Linked DNA regions of Mus musculus: region 1 is linked to region 2. The links are chromatin contacts, called in public HiChIP or PLAC-seq maps. All regions are on one chromosome and are shown on one strand. Each heading gives the region's core, a stretch centred on a gene start, on an enhancer-like site or on the middle of the called end of the contact. The rest is flanking DNA. Distances are from core to core; before and after follow the strand shown.

The links. HiChIP or PLAC-seq counts read pairs in DNA pulled down with a chosen protein or histone mark.
Region 1: an H3K27ac HiChIP or PLAC-seq map of VIP interneurons shows a contact between it and region 2, with 6 times the contacts expected there. The contact joins two enhancer-like sites. A contact is called at or near these places in 17 of 484 Hi-C or Micro-C datasets (the AML12 cell line, the G1E-ER4 cell line, the STO cell line and 11 more) and 1 of 115 datasets of contacts at active chromatin or transcription factors (VIP interneurons).

Annotation. Positions count from the first base shown.
Region 1 is chr1:80,516,850-80,522,914 of GRCm38.p6, forward strand. All of the region lies in intron 50 of Dock10 (dedicator of cytokinesis 10), which reads right to left. Among named protein-coding and RNA genes, the nearest start is that of 1700016L21Rik, 74 kb to the left of the region's middle. Within about 2 kb of position 3,227, at least 5 of the 459 cell types and tissues checked have an H3K27ac peak or open chromatin away from gene starts, as enhancers often do. A contact at or near this core is called in VIP interneurons, where this site is marked.
Region 2 is chr1:79,798,662-79,805,025 of GRCm38.p6, forward strand. It overlaps Serpine2 (serine (or cysteine) peptidase inhibitor, clade E, member 2), which reads right to left. Exons shown (of 9, transcript NM_009255.4): 5 at 4,186-4,384; 6 at 2,795-2,895; 7 at 807-893. Among named protein-coding and RNA genes, the nearest start is that of Gm39666, 14 kb to the left of the region's middle. Within about 2 kb of position 1,395, at least 2 of the 459 cell types and tissues checked have an H3K27ac peak or open chromatin away from gene starts, as enhancers often do. A contact at or near this core is called in VIP interneurons, where this site is marked.

The sequences.
Region 1 (6,065 bases), core at 1,977-4,476, 720 kb after region 2:
GAAGATGGGGTTAAGGTCCCTTTGATTAAACTGGCTAATAAGAATACCCACATCTGAGATCTCTGGGATTGTCTGAGAGACTCTGCCTCACTGAAAAAGGTAGAAATTTGATCAAAATGATTCTCTCTTCAGCCTCCATATGCCTGAGGACACAAGTGCATTTAGATCCCCAATACATGTGTAACAGATACATACATATGTATCTCTCTCTCTCTCTCTCTCTCTCTCTCTCTCTCTCTCACACACACACACACACACACACACACACAAAGAAAATGGAAGAAAAACCATTTTTGACTAACATATTCACTACTTGTGAAAAATCATGGACAAATGTCTTAATGTTGTGTTTTCTCATGGATGGGGTAGGGAAATCTAAGAGTAACGACTAAGTTCACGACTGTCTGATTCCCAATACTTGCATAGCCCTTGTTCTCATGGAAGGATGATCATCAACAGCTCATGATCCATCATAGAGGGCTATAGGTTTGCAGAAGCCAGTGTCCAGGATCCACTTCTCAGCTCTGTTCATGTCAAACAGGCATTTCCTGTTTGCTTGTCTACCTTCCTAATTGACATTGGGTTCTCAGGGCATACAGCAATGCATGTCCAGCTTTTGATACATTGTCTGGCCTTGAGGAAGGGGATGGCTGTATTTGCTGCTGAATGACTAGATGAATGTAAAAGGAAATTGTTCTTAGATGTATGTCTCAGGAAGGTATATTTCCTTCAAACAGAGCTGGCAAAGGTCCCCTTGTTCTTTATTAAAAAAACTAATATTGAAAAATTATTTGATAAACATTCAAACCCAAATAGCTGATTTTGAATACCTGTGCAATCCTGAACTGTTAGAAGGTGGCCTATGATATGGAAAACATAGAAAGCTGAAACGCTGTTCCAACCATTTCCCTAGACACTATAGGGGTGAGAGAGGTCTGACTTTCTGTCCATGGGACATCTGCCTATTCTGCTGCTTCCACTGATGACTCTAGATTTTTGCCAGCTTCAAGGTCAGGAGTCAGTAGCTAAAACTGGCAGACTGACAGATCAGAGGACTGAGATTTGGGAAGGCAAACACTAAAATTCCCAAAGGGTCTCAGCTAAAGCAACGTTTACAACTTCAATTGCAACAGGAAAAAAAAAATGACTTCAAGTTTCAGGAAAAGACTTTCTCCCCACCCCTACCCCTTTTCCATCCCCACCCCACTCCCACCTAGTATAGAGAGACATAGTCATGGTAGATTTTCCTTTTGACAAATTTCTGAATCCCAGTTAGCAGGGAGCAGAAAGAAGCAGACCTTTGTTGTGGCTATCGTGATTTTGGAACCTGTGTCTTTCTTTTGTGCTGACTCCTTGGTCTGTAGGATGAAGAACACACATTCATCACTGTGTTAGGAGCTCCTAGGTGTAGAGTCTGGTCCACAAAGGACCTTTAGTGAGTATTAGCTATGGCCTTGATAATGGCAATCATGAAAAACATTAATGTCTCCAAACAGCTTGAGTTCTGCTTGCATGAAAAACATACGGCAGTTTCTTTGCTTCAGAATACAATCTCCAGCATCTCTTAAATGAGAACTGTAACCATGTCTACTGAAATGCATCACAATATTTGGGTAACTGATTGGTGAGAAGCAATAATTCTTAGAACTTTTTCCTCTTATAGTTTTCTTTTGGTGCTATGTATATGAGTGTCTGTGTGTATGAGCACACATGTGTGCGTATGCACACACGTGCATGTGTGCTGTGTGTGTAGATATAAGGCCCACAGGGTTTTTGAGACAGGGTTTCTTATGGAACCTGAAGCTTATAGATTTGGCCAGGCTAGGCTGTCCAGTCAGTGAGCTCCAGATAGCTGTCTGTCTCTGCTCTTAAGTTTGGGTTATACAGGTATGTGTTGCCTTGCCTAGTTTTTCATGTTAGTTCTGAGGATCTGAGTTTGCTTGCAGAGTAAGCAATTTGACACTGAGCCATTTCCCTAAACTGTGTGTGTGTGTGTGTGTAAGGTGTAGTGTATCCTACTGATAATTCTGAGATGGAAGTTAGAAGAAAAAGGGGTAGCTGACTAAAGATTTTGTGTTATTTGTCAGGGTTTATGGAGTCAGACCAATGGCAGCTGTGGAAATGTTTGGAAAGGATCCTTACCTTTTGATAGGGAACCCATCAAGGAGGGCAGAGGCCACTGAGCTGTAAGGCATGATCTGAGAGAAAGCTTCCCTCTCATACGTACCCTCAGAGCCAATGATTTACAAGTGGGGTGTGAGTGGTGGAAACCAAGAGGCAGTTTCCTACTTGTTTTGTGTCCATGTTGGCTGCATTTCCAGATAGTGGAAAATGTGGCTGTACATTGCTCTAGCTGATTTGATTTTTTCCAAAGGCATTTTATAATGCAGTCTCTGCCTTAATATGCTGCCCTTCTGAAGCAGCACATTCTAGTTAAGCAAGTAACTGGGGTCAGTAGAGGTAACACACACAGACTGTGAAACCTCAAGGCAGTAAATATGGATAAAAATCTACTTCAATGAAATGAGAAATAAAATTATTGATTCCTGCTAGATTTTTCTTTATAAGTCCTTCAGAATATTGAGGTGCCCTCGGATCAGAACTAGAATGTCAAATATACGTGTCCCTGCTGCAGAATGGTCCAAAGTTCACAAATAAAGCAATGCAGTCCAAGAAGAATCAGTGCAGAAAATGTTAGTAGAAGGCTAAATGGCTTGAGATGGGAAGACACAAGAGGGCAGGGAAATTGTTCTTGGTAAATAGGAATTCATTGTTATGTTTAAACTCTCACACACATATGAGAGAGATATAGATAGATAGATGATAGGTAAATAGATTAGATGATAGATAGATGGGTGGATGGATAGATGGATGGGCAGATAGATCAGTGGCTTTCATACAGGCAAAGAGCTGAAAGAGTCAATCACATTCCAAAGTGGAGATGTCATTTACACATGTAAGTTCCCCTTCCCTTCAAGTTCTTTTTCATTTACATTCTGAAATGCATCTACACCAAAGGAGGCACGATTGAGAGCCATACAATCTAGAACTATTGATGCACTGAATAAATCTCCCCTGCCAAGTTTTTTTTAGCTAATTAATTCCAGGGGTGGCTGATGTTTGAAGCTATGCAACCAGCATTTGTTGGCTTGCATTCTTGCTAGAGGACAGCTCCTGCGGGTTTCACTGATTGCAGGCAGTGTTTGCTACTGCTATTTCCTAACTCTGGCAGGGGATCCTTGAGGGGACTTGGAGGGATGCTTTCTGCAGGCTGTTAGATCTGTGGCCAGTGATGCCAGCTGCTGTGTGAGAAACTCCAAGCTATGCAAGCCTTGCATGTTTTTAAACAAAAAAATCCCTTGCTGTGAAGAAAGAGTTTTTAATTTGTTTGCTATTGTCTGGCTCATTGCAAACTTGGTTAATGTTAAATACAGTAGCCAGTACAGTAAAATAAAAACACCTGTCCACAGAGGACTCTAACGTGTCCTCAAAGGAGGTTGTACAGACCTAGAGCCTATTTCCTGTTATAGTCACATCACCGGTTTCACATGATTGTGTGATGAATCAACGTGGACGTGAAAGTTATGTCTTAGAGGAATATAAAATGCCATCTCAAATAAGTTTTTTTTTTTTTTTTTTTTTTTTTGAGGATGGGTATTATGCTAATCATGCACCATGTAGTTCCTTTCTGAGCTCTTGAACCTGCATTCTCCACAGGTTCAGGAAGATGTGCAAGCCTACTTTGGTTTGCTTCTCCTCATCAAGGAAAAGGGATGGGAGCTGTCTATTCCCTTTGAATACTGCAATTCACACTTGCTGGTTGGCGCCCCGGTGTGTGCATTTGAATATCATTTGCATAATGATCCTTAAAGCTCTAATTTGCAGAGCTTATCAGGATGAATTTCACAGGTTCTCCTTGTTCAAAGGCAGCTGATGGTGAAACCTATGGAGGGCCATGCTTAGGTAATATTATCAGGCCTGCACAGAATAACAAAATGTTTCCTCTTTTAAGCTCTTACTGGATTTATTTTTCTTAACCAAAGGCAATTGATAGTCCTGCCCGTGTTACAAAAGAAATCAGATGCACCAGCAGCATGTCTTAAAGAAATCTGTGAAAAGAACAAGGTTAGGTCATTTGAAAGCAGCATTCCCCAATGGCCCCCTCTGTCTATTTAGTACATGGTTTTCTGAGTATTTTTCTAGTAGGTCAGTTAAGGACTCATGAGTCCAAGTTTGTAAAGGAAGGAATAAAATACTCATATGGCACGGAGGTGGGAAGGAGTTTAAAGAATTACAAAAAAAGTATGCATTGTTCAGATAAGAAGAGCTAAATGGTGATGGTGTGGATCTTGGGAGAATATTACTTATGGACCTTAATGGACAATAATTATATCAGACTACATGAAGACGTCATTTTTGTAGGTTAACATAATGGCTAAAGGCAAGTAATTTCAAAGATGGTTTCCTGAGAGCTTTTGATATTGGCAAGTAATATCTTCTCTGATTGTGTTCTAGATCTTTCTATACCTCTTTCTGCATCTCTGAAGACTTTGCCTGTTGGGTGAACATTTGTTCTCCTTGATTCTTGGTGTTTGGAATTGCTACCATCACCTTTGAAAAATGGTCAGAATCTACTAATACAGGACCCAGCCTCTCAAAGGGATTCCTTGCAAAGGAATCTGGGAAGAACTGTAAGACTTTGTAAACAGTCACTGTTCCGACTTCTGACCCTTTTCACACCCTTAGGCACTGGTTCGCAACCTGTGGATCTCGACCCCCTTTAGGGATCTCACATATCAGATATCCAACATATCAGATATTTGCATACAATTCATAATGGCAAAATTACAGCTATGAAGTAGCAAGTAATTTTAAGGTTGGGAGGTCTCCATAACATGAAGAACAGTATTAAAGGGTCACAGTGATAGGAAGGTTGAAAACCACTGCCATAAGGTTTGATTCATGACAGATTAAGTAAGCAGGTACTCTCCAGTCTACTCTGCATCTATTTAAAACATGTGATATTCACATCCGTTTTCTGTGTGTGTAAAGCTTCTAGACTATATCCTCTACTCTTTTGGAGAAAGATAATGTACATAAAATGATACTTTTTTTTTTTTTTTTTTTTTTTTTTTTTTTTGTAATTCAGGTGACTGGAATAAACAGGGTTTAGCTCAAGAAATGAAAGATGCTTCTGAAACAAATCAAAGCAGTTCTCTCACTCTTTATACCAAATGCCCATCTGTACACACGGGTTAAGGTTCAGTAAAGCTGTAAGGAGGGAAGTGTGAGGATTATTAGTGCATGCAAAGGGACACAGAGAAGATGAACTTACCACAGCCTGGAACAATCAAGACCAAAGAAAGAAAAGAGCAAACATCTGCATTAAAAACCAGTTGGGAGGCAGCAAAGCTCGTTCCATGCATTCACCAGCTCGCATCTCACATGCTGCCGATTTGCATGACCAGGCTGTTAATGGAACTTCATTTCTTTTTCATTGGCAAGATCACCCAAAGATTTGCCATTATAGCCTGGTTTGCAAAGCGCCCCCTACAGGCCATTGTTCTGCTGCTAGGTTAGCCTTAGTTTTATCTCCAGTCTTTCAACCCACGATCCTGTTCTTGGTGTGATTTTCTGTTATTTTTTTTCTTGCTAATGCTTTGCCAAGGCCACACATTGTTTATATCTTCCCAAATACCATCTCCTCTCATCTGAGGGTCCCCTACATTTACTTCTTCCTCAACAGATACACTGAAGCTAGCTAACCTTCTTTATATTCTCTTTCCACATGTCTATAATTACCTTTTCCTTATAGACTGTTCTCATACTAGGTTTCTCTGTCTCTGCAGTTGTGATGCTATTTAGAACTAAGAAAAATCCAGGTAGGATGAGACTGATTATGGAAGTAACTACTTATGGGTTCTTTCCAGGTAGACAGAATCAGAAATTAGTCTTAAAGCTTTCTTTAGTGATCAGAAGAAAATGTTGCTAAAGACTTCAGTGGGAAGAAATGTATCTGTAATCACAACCCTGGACCAGACTCCATCTGGAGTCTCAAGAGATTC
Region 2 (6,364 bases), core at 145-2,644:
ATGATCAAAGAAGGCTGCCCAGCAATCCTGGTGCTGTCCTGTAGACGATGCTGATTCTTCACATTGTCCTGGGGAGACTGGAGCAGCTATGCTCCTGTACTTGCTGTTGCCTTTCAATCTAAAGATGAGCCTTTCTGGTTGGTAAAGTAGCCACACATGCTTTTTCCTGCTGAGAGCAGGGACCAACATGCAATGGTACTAGGGCTAGGTCTACACTGCCAACCCCTGGTTTGATAAATAAAGTTTTATTAGAAGACTGGGCGAGCCATATCTACTCAGTTGCATGCCTCTGGTTGCTTTCTTGCTGTATTTGCAGACTTGAGGTTTTGGGCTGAAGACAGTGAGGGCTGCATGGCTGAAATAACATGCTAGCTAGCTCTTTCCAGGGAAATGGTACCCCTTTCCTAGATGAAATTCCTACACTAACATGATTTATTTTTTGTCAGTGTTAAGTGTTCAAACCCATAGCCTTGTGTATGCTGGGCAAGTACTCACACCACTGAGCTACACCCCTGATATCAACATTGTCGTCATCATCACCACCATCATCAAACACTTTACCCATACACATTGGTGTCTCCAAGGCGCCTTCCTATCTCTTCCTCAACATCCTTCTCCTCCTCCTTCCTCCTCCTCTTCCTCCTCCTCCTCCTCATTATGATGAACTACTTCATTAGTTCATACTCATTGCTGTCTCCCAAGGGTCAGCTTTCAAGACTCCCTAGAAGTCAGCTGAGCTGCAGAGTGAACCTGGAGTGTGTCTGCTTTCCTATTGGCGTGGCCTTGCCACGTGAGCCAGCACTTACTTGTTGCTGCCGAAGCTTTGGTTCCATCTTCACTGACTTCAATTTTTGCTTTTTGCAAGATGTGAGAGACATGAAGGCTCTCTGACCCTGTTCCCAGAAAACACAAAATCAGCACTTCTTTGATGAGCATGCCATCTAGAGTTATCAGGAGTAACCTCAAAGCCACGGCAAATTCCAGCTTATGAAAAGGGTCAGAAGTAACTCGATAGTCCTGCAGACTGAGGGCCGTGCGTGGCTGTCACTTGCAGTAGATTTCAATTTCTGCTAAATGATTTGCAATTGTTACTTCTGGGATGGATTCCCAGACCCTAAATGTTTTAGTGCCTCTAATCACTTCAACTCAGATGACTATTAATTTTATTTTAAAAATGAAAAGAACAAAGATCTATAAAGATGCCATTTTTTCCCCCAGAAGTAGAAAGACAATAATATAATCTAACTCGACTGTCTATCCCAGAGAGGGTTTCAGATGGGGAAACTGAGGCTCACAAGGTTAAGAAATCTGTCCCTAGTCCCACGGTTAGTTAGGCTCCAGAAGTGCTGGCTTTCATAGCCACACTATCTGCCAGCACAGCAATATCAGGAGGGAACTCCTGGGAAGGGCCAGGCACAGAACTGCAGCTGTGCCTTGGGGATCCTCCAGTGGATTCAGTTCCCTCAGGTCCAAAAACAACCGCACAATTCCCAGGGCTGCTACTACCCAAAAGGACACCAACTCTTGTCAGCATGAGCATGATGGGATATGGGTCTGGTAAAAAGAACAAAAGAACTTCTCTCTCTCTCTCTCTGCACAAATAGCCAGCTCTACCATGGCTAGCTGAGACCAGGTGACTGTTTATGTGGCTCAGGTCACCTACCAGGTTAAAGAGAGCAGCTCAAGAAGATTCAGGGTGCCTGGGCCTCCTACTTAGTACCCAGACTATAACAGGAGATTTTGAACAAGAAGCGCTTCTTTCTCAAAGTTTATTAGGCCAAGGATCCCATTAAAATAAAGGTGTGATTCAGGGATCTGGATCCGAACCAAGAAACGCATTCCTAAGAGGATTTTGAACAGGTTATGCTAATGTGCTGGGCTGGGGACCAGGAATGAAAGAGAATGGGAAGATGGATCAGTGGAGCTTCAGTTCCAGCGAAGGTGTGAGGGTGGGTTAGGGGTGAGGGGGCAGGCGCTTCTCCCGCAGGAGATATTCAGATACTCTTGAGCACGCAACTGGGGTTGGTAATAAAACTACCTCTCTACCAGTCAAGGGTTAAAATACACACCAGAGTACTTTGCATGTCCAAGCTATAGCTCGTCATTGGAAATTGTGTTCTAAATGTAGACGTCAGAGACCTGACCCATTCAAACAATTCTAGGCCTAATGGCAAATACACAAAGAGGATGCTAGGTATGTGTTATGAATAGCTGCTTGGGTGAAGGACAGTCTCAATGAGAGGTATTGAATTCGTTACTTCAGACAAATGGCAAAATACATTTCTGGATACAAGGCAAGCCTACAGTAGTTGCTCTGTGGAAGTAAGCTAAATGTTTGAGAATTCGAAAATCTTAAAGTTTTTTTTTTTTTTTTCCCAAACCCAAGGGGAAAATTTATATTAAAAAAACAAAAAACAAAAAACAACTCAGTCCTAATTAAGAGGCAAACTCAAGGGTTACACAGGTCCTCAGCAGTAGAGCACTTGTCTAGCAAGCACACAGACGTGGGTTCAAGTCCCAGCATCAGGGAAGGAAAAAAAGCCAAGTGTTTGGGTAAACAGGCAATGCAGAAAGAAGTCCTTATCCTGGTGGTCCTTCAGGCCTCAGATGAGATGCAGGAGGAAAGGACGAATGCTAACTGAGCCGTAGGCACTCAACGGCATCCTTTGGCAATGCATCAAACTAAAATTAGCACAGGTTTAGGGCAACATACTCCCGATTTTCCTATTTCTTTTTTTGAGCAAAGAAGGACCTGTAACATTTTCTCAAAATTTACATTTTAAACTTGACATACTTGTTATTTTTGTAAAATTTGCCTTTGATGGCTCAAACATCTCAGTAATGCCAAGGGCTTTCAGTGGCTCCTTCAGATCTGTTTGTGCCACAGCTGTGAACCTACAGGAAAGAGAAAATATAGGGGAGGATTAAAACATGCTATAAATGATTCGAACATGACAAAATCAGGGCATAGTTTGAAACAGGCTCTTTAAGTAAGACCTTGTCGTCACTCTGAACTGCAGCCTGACTTCTAAACCTAACAGTTAAATGCCAGGTAAGTAGACAACTCACCCTCTTCTTACTCACAATGAGCATGGCCATCCAGGTGTGACAAGAAGACCATATCAGATATTTAGCTAAACATTATTGAGTGGCTTTCTAGAAGAGTACATTTAACATTTAAGATGTCTTTACTTTTATCTTTTAAATGTATAAGTATTTTTCCTATATGCATGTATGTGCCTATACATCTGGCCCCAAGGAAGCCAGGAAAGGGCATCAGATCCCCTGGAACTAGAGTTATAGATGGTTGTGTGACACCACGTAGGAGTTAAGGCAGAATCCAGGTCCCTTGCGAGATCAGTGAGGACTCTTAACCATGGAGTCACTTCTTCACCCCCTCAGGAGGAGGACTTCTGATATTTGTAGATTGCTACAAATCTACATTTGTAGATTATTACATTGACTATTCAAGACTTAAAAGTTATTAGGATTCTCTGTTTCCACTGAGGTATGGATAGAAACTCTGGATTGTGGGAAAGCTGGTAATGATGAAAAATTCACAGGAAGGAGACAGATTTCTCCCCCTCCACACACACACACACACACACACACACTGGAGAGAGAAGGTGTTCTTTGAACTGTTAGAAATGATGATGTACACAGAATTGGGTTTGCTTTTGCCCTAGTCTCCAGTCATAACATCAGAAATTCCATCTATAATTTACTTGAGGGGTATAAAAGGAAAGCTGCCTTAAATACTGATGAATACAGTCTCATGGGCCTTGGCCTTTAACAGCTTCCAGTAGGTACCTGAAGGATCAGTGAAGTTTGTTGTCTCACCAAGCTCCTTCGACTACTGTGTTCTAATCCATTCCATATGAAGATATGTATGTATTTTTCAATTCTCCAATGGAAAGAGATATGTCAAAAGTTGTCACAGAGTCATGAAGACTTTGCCCTCATGGGGGTTCTAAGGCCAGGGCTGCCCGCTCTCCTTTAGTATCCTTGTTGTCTCACCACAAACAGGCACTGCAGGGTCTCAGAGAAAGCATTCAGAAAAGACAGCCTGGTTCTCTCTAAAGCACATTTTCCATAAGACCATCTTAGCACCCCGTTTCTAGTATACAATATGACAGCTATCCCCTGAGAAGAACATCCTTTCTTTTTAAGGGAAGGGGCACTCACTTGGGTAGGACCAGCTGCATCCTCTTGGGTACCATGGTGTTCATCCAGCTATCAATGGTCTTGGTAGTGATGTGAGGGATGATGGCAGACAGTGGGGTGGAGCTCTCTGTTGGCAGGGCGATCAGCATGCTGATGCTCTCACCATGGTAGGGCAGCTCAATGAAGTTGTACCATAAGCCATTCGGGGTCCTGGTAGACCCTAAAGAAACCAGAGGCAGATCTAGTTTATGCCTAATGACTTCTGTGGGGGGGAGGGGGGATGGCTGGCGGTCACCAAGGAAGCCGTAGGAGAGAGACAGTAATTCAGCCTGTAAAACTCCCTTTGCTACAAATAGCTCCCTCAGAAGGACAAAGATAAGGACAATGACTTCTTTCTTCCCTGGTGCAGAATTCTCTGTCTTCAGTCTAGACAGAATGCCTCTGGGCACCGCTAAGCTCACTTTCATTCTGCTGAGTTGAATGTAAGTAGACGATTAGACTGTTCGGTACTCGCCGCACAGTTCTTCGTAAGAAGTTAACCTTTATACGAGAAAAAGAATAAATTAAAGCTACTTTTGAGCTTGCTTTGTTTTTTTGTTTTTTTTTTTTGTTTTGTTTTGTTTTGTTTTTTTTTTTACATTCTACTTTGTTTTAGAAAATACATGGTATTGTATTTAAGGTATACAATATGACAGTTAGGGCAGGACACGGTAAAAGCATTTCTACGGTAGAGCCAATTAGCATGCCCATCATTCCTCATAGTTTCCGGTTTTTAAACAAAAAAAGGAGGGAGCTAAGTGAGTGGCCCGGTTTCTTCTCTCTTTCTCAAGTGCAGATGCACTATGACCAGCTAACTCAAACCACTGCCACCACAAATTATAGGTATAAATAGACTATATCCTCAAACCACAAGCCAAAACGAAACCCTTCCTGCCTTTAGCTGCCTTTGTCAGGAATTTTCTTATAGCAACAAGAAAAGGAACTCACACAGCAACAGAGAACGGCCAGAGACAGCAACTGTGCAGTATGACCGCAGAGCAGTCAAAAAGTCCTTGTTGGCATTCTAAACCGATGGGACAATTTCTCAAGTGTGTGTTAAGCACTGAACCTCTAAAGATGAACTCCATGAGCTTGAGGAGGTACCATGTTCTCCCCATGCCATCCGTCTATACAGATGGAAATATCGGAATATTAAAGTATGGACCACGAGGTTGCTGAGATGATCAAATGAAAAAAAATTATAGATGCAGTAGTAACCAGGGTGCCCATGGGGCCCCCCCTTTCTTCCCCTATATGAAGTACAACAAAGAGAAAAGAGGCAACATGTTCGTAGTATTTTCACTCGTTTTTTCTTGGTGGCTGGCCTTGTTTGTTTGTTTTTGAGGCAATGTTTCACTGTATAACAGCCCTGGCTATCCTGGAACTCGCTCTGTAGACCAGGTTAGCCTCGAATGCACAGAGATCTCCCCGCCTCTGCTTCCTGAGTTCTGGGATTAAGAGTGTACACCACTACAAGCTGGAGAATTTTGAACAGGCCACACCTCCAGAGAAGAAGAAAGGAGATCAAAGAAAGAAAGAAGACAGCAAGAGGTAGAAAGTTAGCAAGCCCTGTTCTGTCACAAGCACTTTTAGCTATAAAACACCATCAGCTGAAGGCGCTAGAAGAGCTGCTGCCATCATATTCCAGGGACAGCTGGGATCTCTTCTCCCCAAGCAGAGATTGCACTGGGTTGTAGGACAGCCAAGGAACCCAGTGCCATCGGTCTCAGCTCTGAATTGCTGTGAGCTCACACCAGTCTCGATTCCAGGCCGGGACTACCCAAGAAGCAAAATGAATATACTTCGTCTTTACTTTTAGCCTGAGTGATAAAACGGTCTCAGTAGAAACTGAAAACTCAATGAGAAAGTGGGAAAATACCCCCCACTTCCTAATGAGCCCTTTAATCCTCAAAGAAGACATCAAGTCTCTGGCTCTAATGGGGCTAATTTTTAGAAACTGTGAAATGCAGGAAGTAGTTATTAAATTATTGCTCTGGGGCAGAAAAGGAAGACCTGGAGAGAGCAATTGCTGCAGAAGTGTGTATAATTCAGCTAAGGAGGATGGAAGCTGTGAGTGATGCGAGTATGAGTATGAGCTGGAGTGGGTGGCAGCTGGGGCGGTAAGCAGGCTCACACCCGGCCTTGACTGGATACACCATTA